Regions from separate parts of the Pan troglodytes genome. Here region 2 is linked to region 1. A link is a contact called in public Hi-C data. All regions are on one chromosome and are shown on one strand. The core of a region is the stretch at or near the end of the contact, and the rest is flanking DNA. Distances in the headings are between cores, read along the strand shown.

What was found. Hi-C and Micro-C count contacts between places; a contact is called where the count stands out from the background.
Region 2: a contact with region 1 is called in a Hi-C map of stem cell-derived neural progenitor cells, with 8 times the contacts expected there. The contact joins two enhancer-like sites. A contact is called at or near these places in 3 of 7 Hi-C or Micro-C datasets (blood, induced pluripotent stem cells and stem cell-derived neural progenitor cells).

What each region holds. Positions count from the first base shown.
Region 1 is chr6:147,017,055-147,023,049 of NHGRI_mPanTro3-v2.0_pri, reverse strand. No RefSeq gene overlaps it. Among named protein-coding and RNA genes, the nearest start is that of PODXL, 96 kb to the right of the region's middle. Within about 2 kb of position 2,114, at least 7 of the 24 cell types and tissues checked have an H3K27ac peak or open chromatin away from gene starts, as enhancers often do. A contact at or near this core is called in stem cell-derived neural progenitor cells, where this site is marked.
Region 2 is chr6:146,865,783-146,871,603 of NHGRI_mPanTro3-v2.0_pri, reverse strand. It overlaps PODXL (podocalyxin like), which reads left to right. Exons shown (of 8, transcript XM_527978.9): 8 at 1-4,110. The coding sequence ends at 80. Among named protein-coding and RNA genes, the nearest start is that of PODXL, 55 kb to the left of the region's middle. Within about 2 kb of position 3,548, at least 2 of the 24 cell types and tissues checked have an H3K27ac peak or open chromatin away from gene starts, as enhancers often do. A contact at or near this core is called in stem cell-derived neural progenitor cells, where this site is marked.

The DNA of each region.
Region 1 (5,995 bases), core at 865-3,364:
GCAGGGCTTGAAGTATTACTGATTTATTCTCTTTGCATCAGATGCTGGTGGAGAAGAAGAAGGTAAAACCATAGAGAAATGTTTCCCAAACTGATATTCCCCAAACTGTAGTGTGGAGAGGCGGTTCCCAGGAAGGACTCCATGACCAAATGTACCTGGGAAATGCTGAATGCAACCCCCACCTCTTGAAAAGTCATTTTATCAAAACATCTGGGTAGCTACTTCAAAAAACTGTTTATTTTTACAACTTAAATTATGTTTTACCAATATATCCTAAGTTGACCATCAATCTCTCATTTTTCTCTTGTCTTCTCATTTTTTCCCTCTCTGCATTTGAAATTTTCATAAATTAATATTATAAAAATTAACTATATTATAGTATAAATATTGTATTATATGATAGTGTAACTATTAATTCTATTATAACATTATATTAATTTTATAATATTGTATTATGATTATATTGATTATATATTATATACAATATTGTGATATTAATTATATTATTATTATAAATTACATTGAGTTAATGTTTATAGAACATCCTTTTGGAAATAAGCCATAGATACAGAGTTGCTTTGTATCCCAAGTCAGTCTTGCTGGTGACATTGGCCTGTTTAGGTGAATAAGCAGCTTTTTCTGTGATCCAGTCAAGCCAGGCCAGTCAGATCAAGGAGCTGTGACCATCAACTCCAAGAGAACACAGAAGCCTCAGCCCACCCCGCTGTATTTCCGCCAGGTGCAGGCAGCAGGAACCCAAGAAAAGAAAGACATCATGGCAATGTCATTAAACCCTCACTTACTTTGTGCCAGACAGCGAAGCTGCCACTGGCAGGCCGCACTCTCTCTGTGGAGGCCACTGCTGCCTGGTGGGAGCCCACAGCACAGAGCATGGGGCCCTGGCCTCCTAGGTCCAGGCCAATCAGCAGAGGTGCCTGGCTGCTCTAAGAGCCCCTCTTCCCCAGGCAGCACCAGCCTGTCGCCTTGAAATCCCCTGCCCTGTCTCCACTCTCCTATCCCAGTCATGTTCTAGAAAAGGGGCTACACACCTGGCTTCCAGGAGCTTCATAGACCGACTGCATCAGAATCTCAGAGCATCAGAATGTGAGTTTCACACAGATGAGTCTGAAAAGACCGGTGTGTGTATTCCTGAAACACTAACTCTTAAAGGCCCCCATGTCAGACGCTTTGGGGACAACAGCCTTGGCTCAGGTGAAGCCCCCTGATGCAGGCTTGTTGCATTTATCTTGATGTGGCCTCTTAGCTGTAGTCAGGACCCTGGAGGGCAGGATGTGTTTGTTCATCTTTTTTGTCCCCAGTATGTAGCACAGTGCCAGGCGCGTGCTGCGGATTTAATGAATACTTGTTACATCAGTAACCAAATGTACAAATGAATGAAGGAATCATTGCGCACTTAGGGCAGAGCTATCAGCCCAGGCAGCTCTGTCTAAAGGACCAGGGCCTGCTCTTTAGGGAGAAGGGATCAGTAGTTAAAACCAGAACAATACCTGGACAGCACATCTGCAATTACTCACAGCATTTGCTTTAATTGCTTAGTAAATCCACACAATGTAACTTTATGCATCTCAAATAATTCCCTTGTTTGTTTTGAAAATCCTTAATAGAAAATACACAGCAGGTGGGTGTTACGTGGAGTAGAAATGCCTGACTGCTGACACCTGGCCACCTTTCCCGTAAACTGGCAGGGACGGAACCTGTGCTGGGATCCTGGAGGGGCTGCTCCACAATAGCCACCTGATTCTGAGGGGGTTGCAAGCTCATCCTGTACCTCTCCTGTCATGCCTGAGGAGCCTGTGAGCTGCCACATCCTGTCACAGCCCCCTCCTCAGCCATGTCATCCTCACGACCGCCCTGGGAGGCAGGCAACCTTGGAGACTTCACTCCCATTCACGCTGAGACGTTTGGGGAAACCTGAAATCCGACCCCCTTGGTACAGAGGTGAGAGAAGGAGGTAGAGGCAAGACGCTGAGGAGAAGAGACACAAGCAGAGAGGGGGACAAGGACCTATTCTTAAAGGAGGATGCGCCCAAGCCACGGCCGTGGTGAGACGCCCGGTTGCCCTTCCACTCTCGGCCACCAGGTGGCGGGCACAGGCCAACTAAGCCAGGCAGGGCTCAGGAGCAGCTGCCCAAAGGGCGGCCCAGGCAGAGGCAGCACTGCCAAGGTGGGAACATGCCCAGGAGGACACCGCACAACACACACCACACACACCCCTACAACACACACCCTACATCACACCCACAACACAGCACACACACCACACACACCCACAACACAACACACACAACACATCCCAACACACACACTACACAACATACATACCCCCAACACAACCCAACACACACCACACATATACACCCCAACACACTACATACACCCCTACAACACACATCCCACAACACACCCACAACACAGCACACAGACCCACAACACAAAACAAACACACCACACACACCCACAACATACACAACATGCCACACACCCACAACACACAATGCATCCCAACATCCACTACACAACACACATACCCACAATACAACCCAACACACACCACACATATACACCCCAACACACACCACAAACGCCCCTACAACACATACCCCACAACACAATGTACCACATACCACACAAGGCACGCCACACACACCCCAACACACAACACACACACCCCTATAATACACACCCACAACACAACACAAAACATACCACACACACCCACAAAACACACAATGTATCCCAACATCAGCTACACACACATACCCACAACACAACCCAACACACACCACAAACACCCCTATGACACACACCCCACAACACAATGCACCACATATCACATAACACACACCACACATACACACCCCAATACACACCCCTACAACACACACCCCTACAACACAATTTACCACACAACTCACCACACATCCATACAACACATACCCCACAACACACACACAGAGTACAACATACCACACAACACACATCACACACCCAACACGACACACAATGGACAACTCACCACACATACCCACACAACATAACACACAACACACATATCCCTACAACACACACCCACAATACAATGTACCAGACAACACACAACACACGCAACATACACACAACACATAATGCAACACATAAACCCTACACACACGTCACACAACACACACACCACAAATACACACCCCCACAACACATACCACTACAACACATACCACTACAACACACACACATCACACCACACACACAACACACAGCATACACACCCTACATATACAATACAGCACCCACACACCACAGCACACACAACATACACCACAACAAACACATACAGCACACACAAAACACATCACACACACACACACCCCACACATGCAGCAACTGCTCACTATCCCTCCACTTTGGGAGATGCTGGATTCTTCTGCCCCACTCCACACCCTGCTTATTCAGCCTCCAACCCCAAATGACCCCCCACAGCACTCCTCCCCTTTGTCTCCTGGTATCTACAAATTCCAAAGTGCCCTTCATCATCTTTTCCCGAACACGCCTGCCCAGGCCTTTCCCTCCCACTGTCCCCCCGCCTCCACCGTCCACTCCTCATGAGGGAAAAATAAAACCTCCCCACAGCGAAACACTTTCTGCTTCGCCAGGAGTTTTCCCACCTGCTTTCCTTTTGACCGTCTCAACCATCCTAGGAGGAAATTATGAGGACTGCCATTAGATGACTCAGAAAGCAGAGTCTGGGAGGCTGAGCTCCTTGCCCGTCCAGATGGGAGGACAGAGGCCAGCCTTCAGATCCCAGGGTGCACCTCTGCGACCCCCACATCCCACAGCCACACCCTGCGTTCCACTCTACTCCCTCTCCAGACACACACCTGTCACTGCAAAGAAGCCCAGGTGTGATGGGAGGGACAGGTGAGGGGAATCGAGAGTCACTCCCCAGATGAGGCAGAGAGCCCCATTCCACAAGGCTCCATCTGCTTTTCCAGAAGTCTCTGCCCTGGAAAAGAGGCACTCACAACCAGAGCTGAATTCTCTAGGGCTGAATTCTCAGTCTTCTCTGCACAAAAGCAAAGAAGACTGAGAAAGTCACTTGCAACTTAGTGAATGGTCGTTTCTGCTGGAATTTGTCCCATGTGTTTATGACTCAGCACAGGGGCTCCAGGGACAAAGTTTCTCAACACCCTGGCCACACGAAATGGGAGCTAGGTCTCTGTGGGACTGAGGCCCCCTCCCCCCCTCCACAATTCCCAGCTTCAAGTTGTTTTAAGTACAGCAGAGGGAACCAATCCTCCTTTTGGAGGCAAGAGGCATCTGCATAAGCCCTGCCTGGATGTCATTTCTTCACCTGCATCCATAGCACCTTCAGGTGGCTCCTGTAGGGATGTTAAGAAGCAGTAATTAAGGCTGGGCGCCGTGGCTCACACCTGTAATCCCAGCACTTTGGGAGGCCGAGGCAGGAAGGATCACGAGGTCAGGAGTTTGAGACCAGCCTGGCCAACATGGTGAAAACCTGTCTCTACTAAAGATACAAAAAATTAGCTGGGCATGGTGGCACGCACTTGTAATCCCAGCTACTCGGGATGCTGGGGCAGTAGAATCGCTTGAACCTGGGAGGCGGAGGTTGCAGTGAGCCGAGATCATGCCACTGCACTCCAGCCTGGGCGACAGGGCGAGACTCCGCCTCAAAACAAAAAAAAACAAAAAAAAAAAGCAGTAATTAGGACTGAACACCTAAGACAAGGGACAGGCAGAGGGTGGGGACAATTAACTCAGACACAGTGCAGGTCCTGGGGCTCAGGCCTCTTTCAGGTCAAACTCTGTTTTCAGCCCCCGGGGGCCTTCTTGACTTCCCACACGGAGCCCCTTACAGCCCTGAACCCACTTTAGGGTGGCTTTCAGACCTTGGGGTGTGGACACCTGCTCCTGGCCTTGGGGAGGCTTCTCTCAGGCTCAGCCTCCTGCCCAGAGCTAGGACTTAGGTGAGTCAAGTGAGCACCCAGGGCACAGATGTGCAGGGTGCTTCCTCTCGGGGCAGGTACTACGGCCTGAGCACCTCGCTGCCTCCTGCTAGCCCTGCTCCAAGCTACCCTTTCCCCTCCCATCCCTTCTTCCACCTCACACATCCATTTCTTCATCCCAAACATGGAGATCACAAATCTCACACAGTGGGTGTGATGCCCAAATGAAATGTCACCATTTCAAAAATGCAGGAATGTTTGTTCATTTTTCTTATTTCTATCTTTTGAAATGCTTCTCAAAGCAGTAGAGGTTCCTAGCTGAATCCTTCATTCAGAACGTGTAAACATGGCCAAGGAATGAGGGCTTTTTCTGGTGGAACAACCGTGTTCTTGGGGGTCAGGGAGGCAGGAGGAACAAAGACCTTTTCCACCTGCAATGGAGGTTCCCGAAAGTGTGAGAACTTCCTAAAGACCGTTACCTAAGACGTTAAAACAGTCCCTGGAGTTCAGTGGGTGTGCAATAATGGCCAGTAACAGCATAGTCCGAATCCAGGCTGGACACATCACACAACAGATGTGAGGTACCCCATGCTAAGATAATGTGGCGTAAGAAACTGTGATCTCTGCCAGGCGCGGTGGCTCACGCCTGTAATCCCAGCACTTTGGGAGTCCAAGGCAGGTGGATCACCTGAGGTCAGGAGTTCAAGACCAGCCTGGCCAGCATGGTGAAACCCTGTCTCTACTAAAAATACAAAAATTATCCGGGCATGATGGCGTGTGCTTGTAATCCCAGCTACTTGGGAAGCTGAGGCAGGAGAATCGCTTGAACCTGAGAGGTGGAGGTTGCAGTGAGCCAACATTGCGCCCAAAAAAAAAAGAAAGAAAATGTTTTCTTTCCACACAACAGAACTTGATGCAGCTATGGAAAGGAAGGAAACCTGCTACCTGCCACAACACAGAAGAACCTTGAGGTGAAGTGAATGATTACACATATGTCCATGAAAAGATTCCCCTTG
Region 2 (5,821 bases), core at 2,299-4,798, 150 kb after region 1:
AGCTGGGGGACAGCTGGATCGTCCCTCTGGACAACCTGACCAAGGACGACCTGGATGAGGAGGAAGACACACACCTCTAGTCCGGTCTGCCGGTGGCCTCCAGCAGCACCACAGAGCTCCAGACCGACCACCCCAAGTGCCGTTTGGACGGGGAAGGGAAAGACTGGGGAGGGAGAGTGAACTCCGAGGGGTGTCCCCTCCCAATCCCCCCAGGGCCTTAATTTTTCCCTTTTCAACCTGAACAAATCACATTCTGTCCAGATTCCTCTTGTAAAATAACCCACTAGTGCCTGAGCTCAGTGCTGCTGGATGATGAGGGAGATCAAGAAAAAGCCACGTAAGGGACTTTATAGATGAACTAGTGGAATCCCTTCATTCTGCAGTGAGATTGCCGAGACCTGAAGAGGGTAAGTGACTTGCCCAAGGTCAGAGCCACTTGGTGACAGAGCCAGGATGAGAACAAAGATTCCATTTGCACCATGCCACACTGCTGTGTTCACATGTGCCTTCCGTCCAGAGCAGTCCCGGGCAGGGGTGAAACTCCAGCAGGTGGCTGGGCTGGAAAGGAGGGCAGGGCTACATCCTGGCTCGGTGGGATCTGACAACCTGAAAGTCCAGCTCCCAAGTTTTCCTTCTCCTACCCCAGCCTCGTGTACCCATCTTCCCACCCTCTGTGTTCTTACCCCTCCCTACACTCATTGTTTGTTCCCACTTACTCTGTCCTGGGGCCTCTGGGATTAGCATAGGTTATTCATAACCTTGAACCCCTTGTTCTGGATTCGGATTTTCTCACATTTGCTTCGTGAGATGGGGGCTTAACCCACACAGGTCTCCGTGCGTGAACCAGGTCTGCTTAGGGGACCTGCGTGCAGGTGAGGAGAGAAGGGGACACTCGAGTCCAGGCTGGTATCTCAGGGCAGCTGATGAGGGGTCAGCAGGAACACTGGCCCATTGCCCCCGGCACTCCTTGCGGAGGCCACCCACGATCTTTGGGCTTCCATTTCCACCAGGGACTAAAATCTGCTGTAGCTAGTGACAGCAGCGTGTTCCTTTTGTTGTTCACTGCTCAGCTGATGGGAGTGATTCCGAGACCCAGTATGAAAGAGCAGTGGCTGCAGGAGAGGCCTTCCCAGGGCCCCCCGTCAGCGATGTGTCTTCAGAGACAATCCATTAAAGCAGCCAGGAAGGACAGGCTTTCCCCTGTATGTCATAGGAAACTCAGGGACATTTCAAGTTGCTGAGAGTTTTGTTATAGTTGTTTTCTAACCCAGCCCTCCACTGCCAAAGGCCAAAAGCTCAGACAGTTGCAGACGTCCAGTTAGCTCATCTCACTCACTCTGATTCTCCTGTGCCACAGGAAAAGAGGGCCTGGAAAGCGCAGTGCATGCTGGGTGCATGAAGGGCAGCCTGGGGGACAGACTGTTGTGGGAACGTCCCACTGTCCTGGCCTGGAGCTAGGCCTTGCTGTTCCTCTTCTCTGTGAGCCTAGTGGGGCTGCTGCGGTTCTCTTGCAGTTTCTGGTGGCATCTCAGGGGAACACAAAGCTATGTCTATTCCCCAATATAGGACTTTTATGGGCTCAGCAGTTAGCTGCCATGTAGAAGGCTCCTAAGCAGTGGGCATGGTGAGGTTTCATCTGATTGAGAAGGGGGAATCCTGTGTGGAATGTTGAACTTTCGCCATGGTCTCCATCCTTCTGGGCGTAAATTCCCTGGGATCAAGTAGGAAAATGGGCAGAACTGCTTAGGGGAATGAAATTGCCATTTTTCGGGTGAAACGCCACACCTCCAGGGTCTTAAGAGTCAGGCTCCGGCTGTAGTAGCTCTGATGAAATAGGCTATCCACTCGGGATGGCTTACTTTTTAAAAGGGTAGGGGGAGGGGCTGGGGAAGATCTGTCCTGCACCATCTGCCTAATTCCTTCCTCACAGTCTGTAGCCATCTGATATCCTAGGGGAAAAGGAAGGCCAAGGGTTCACATAGGGCCCCAGCGAGTTTCCCAGGAGTTAGAGGGATGCGAGGCTAACAAGTTCCAAAAACATCTGCCCCGATGCTCTAGTGTTTGGAGGTGGGCAGGATGGAGAACAGTGCCTGTTTGGGGGAAAACAGGAAATCTTGTTAGGCTTGAGTGAGGTGTTTGCTTCCTTCTTGCCCAGCGCTGGGTTCTCTCCACCCAGTAGGTTTTCTGTTGTGGTCCCGTGGGAGAGGCCAGACTGGATTATTCCTCCTTTACTGATCCTGGGTCCACTTCACCAGCCAGGGCTTTTGACGGAGACAGCAAATAGGCCTCTGCAAATCAATCAAAGGCTGCAACCCTATGGCCTCTTGGAGACAGATGATGACTGGCAAGGACTCGAGAGCAGGAGTGCCTGGCCAGGTCGGTCCTGACTCTCCTGACTCTCCATCACTCTGTCCAAGGAGAACCCGGAGAGGCTTTGGGCTGATTCAGAGGTTACTGCTTTATATTCGTCCAAACTGTGTTAGTCTAGGCTTAGGACAGCTTCAGAATCTGACACCTTGCCTTGCTCTTGCCACCAGGACACCTATGTCAACAGGCCAAACAGCCATGCATCTATAAAGGTCATCATCTTCTGCCACCTTTACTTTGTTCTAAATGCTCTCTGATAATTCAGAGAGCATTGGGTCTGGGAAGAGGTAAGAGGAACACTAGAAGCTCAGCATGACTTAAACAGGTTGTAGCAAAGACAGTTTATCAACTCTTTCAGTGGTAAACTGTGGTTTCCCCAAGCTGCACAGGAGGCCAGAAACCACAAGTATGATGACTGGGAAGCCTACTGTCATGAGAGTGGGGAGACAGGCAGCAATGCTTATGAAGGAGGTACAGAATATTCTTTGCGTTGTAAGACAGAATACGGGTTTAATCTAGTCTAGGCACCAGATTTTTTTCCCGCTTGATAAGGAAAGCTAGCAGAAAGTTTATTTAAACCACTTCTTGAGCTTTATGTTTTTTGACAATATACTGGAGAAACTTTGAAGAACAAGTTCAAACTGATGATACATATACATATATTTTTTTGATAATGTAAATATAGTGACCATGTTAATCTACCCTGCACTGCTTTAAGTGAACATACTTTGAAAAAGCATTATGTTAGCTGAGTGATGGCCAAGTTTTTTCTCTGGACAGGAATGTAAATGTCTTACTGGAAATGACAAGTTTTTGCTTGATTTTTTTTTTAAACAAAAAATGAAATATAACAAGACAAACTTATGATAAAGTATTTGTCTTGTAGATCAGGTGTTTTTTTTTTTTTTTAATTTTAAAATGCAACCCTGCCCCCTCCCCAGCAAAGTCACAGCTCCATTTCAGTAAAGGTTGGAGTCAATATGCTCTGGTTGGCAGGCAACCCTGTAGTCATGGAGAAAGGTATTTCAAGATCTAGTCCAATCTTTTTCTAGAGAAAAAGATAATCTGAAGCTCACAAAGATGAAGTGACTTCCTCAAAATCACATGGTTCAGGACAGAAACAAGATTAAAACCTGGATCCACAGACTGTGCGCCTCAGAAGGAATAATCGGTAAATTAAGAATTGCTACTCGAAGGTGCCAGAATGACACAAAGGACAGAATTCCTTTCCCAGTTGTTACCCTAGCAAGGCTAGGGAGGGCATGAACACAAACATAAGAACTGGTCTTCTACACTTTCTCTGAATCATTTAGGTTTAAGATGTAAGTGAACAATTCTTTCTGCCAAGAAACAAAGTTTTGGATGAGCTTTTATGTATGGAACTTACTTACTCCAACAGGACTGAGGGACCAAGGAAACATGATGGGGGAGGCAGAGAGGGCAAGAGTAAAACTGTAGCATAGCTTTTGTCACGGTCACTAGCTGATCCCTCAGGTCTGCTGCAAACACAGCATGGAGGACACAGATGACTCTTTGGTGTTGGTCTTTTTGTCTGCAGTGAATGTTCAACAGTTTGCCCAGGAACTGGGGGATCATATATGTCTTAGTGGACAGGGGTCTGAAGTACACTGGAATTTACTGAGAAACTTGTTTGTAAAAACTATAGTTAATAATTATTGCATTTTCTTACAAAAATATATTTTGGAAAATTGTATACTGTCAATTAAAGTGTTTTTGTGTAAACTGGTTCAAGCTCTAGTAGTTTGCTCGGACTTAAAGCCTTCACTTGTGTATGAGGCTCATCGCCAAAGTGCCTGAGAATGTCGGCTCACACCCGTAGCACAGGAGCCTCCGTGCTGAGTTACACTTGTCCAACTCTGCAGGCAAAGAAATTAGGCAAGAGAAGGAGAGAAACCGGAAGAAAAAAAAGGGGGGATCCTAAAGGTGGTTATGAGTCTTTATGTTACTCAAGCTATCCTAGTGACTCTAAAGAACCTCACTTTCCCCTAAGATGACGTTGTATGTTTCGCTGTCTTCCTTCCCTCTACTTCTGCCTCAGATACATTGTGAATCACCACTATCAGAAATCCCCAAGAGGGCTGCTGAACATTGATCAGGTATGAAAACACTGGCAAAGAGACAAAATATATATATATGTGTGTGTGTGTGTGTATGTATACATACATATGTGTGTGTGTGTGTGTATATATATATATATATATATATATGTAAAAACAAAGAAGCTCTGTTCTGGCCCTGTTTCTGCCATAAAAGGATCTGTTTACTGCCACAAGAGGCTTCTGCCTATCCCTCCCTCCAGGTCTGCAGTGAAGATAGATAGCGGTTTAAGGAAGGAATCACTGGAGATGATTCTTTCTTCATCTCCTAGTGTGGTATTATCCACAGCTGCATGCTTCTTCATCGGAAGGGGAAAACTTCATCATTCCCAACTTGCAGAAGGGAAACTGTCAGGTAGAATTGGTCCATAATCTTAGTTGCTAGACAACAATCTTGTCTACTTGCCTAGCATCTTACCATTTACAAACCATTTTATAGGAAACCTATAGGTTTACAAACCTATCTTATAGGAATTGTCCCCACTCGGGAAATTAGATGCAGGAGTTAAGTATTCTCTTTGAGATTGATCACACAACCATTTAAATGGCAGCATGGGCCTTGATTCTCTTTTTGCTCTTTAGTCCTACACTCTTTTCTCAGTATCACGTTAATGCCAGAGTTCCAACAACAGCAAAATACATTTCTAGAATGCAACTACTGTTACAACATGATTTTCCTTCCATGAAAGTTGTGAAAAGCAGTTAAACTCTGAAGAGAGGTCTAGAGTTGGGCCCGGGTAATTTTGAGGTTAGCTTCGAGAGGGTGCCAAGGATACAGAAAGGAGTCCAAGTACAAGGAACTCACACAGGACCCTGGCCATGGTCGAGGTGCACTGTTCTAAGAGTGACCCACAGCTTATCGTGGGCCACAAGTTAGACCTAAGATCCCATTCTCTTTCTGAGTAGGTCATTCACCCTGATCCCTGCCTGCCAACCAAGACACACGCTCAGTTGTCAATTTAAATGCGTTATGCTCATTTGTCACTCAGAACCTTCCCTATAAGCTCCCTCCCAAATCACAGATTTCTTCTGTACCACAAGGGAAAAAAGTAAATAAAGAATAGAACTGGCTACATAATTAACACTAGTGATAAACACTGAGATATCTATTGCTTTCAAAGACCTTGGTGGGGAATGGTGGCTTATGCCTTTAATCCCAGCACTTTAGGAGGTCAAAGTGGGAGGATAGCTTGAGCTCAGGAATTCCAGGCCAGCCTGGGCAACACAGCCAGATCCCATCTTTACATTTTTTTTTTTTTTTTTAATTAGCCAGTTTTGCTGGCACATGCCTGTAGTCCTAGCTACTCAGGATGCTAAGGCAGGATCACTTGAGCCCA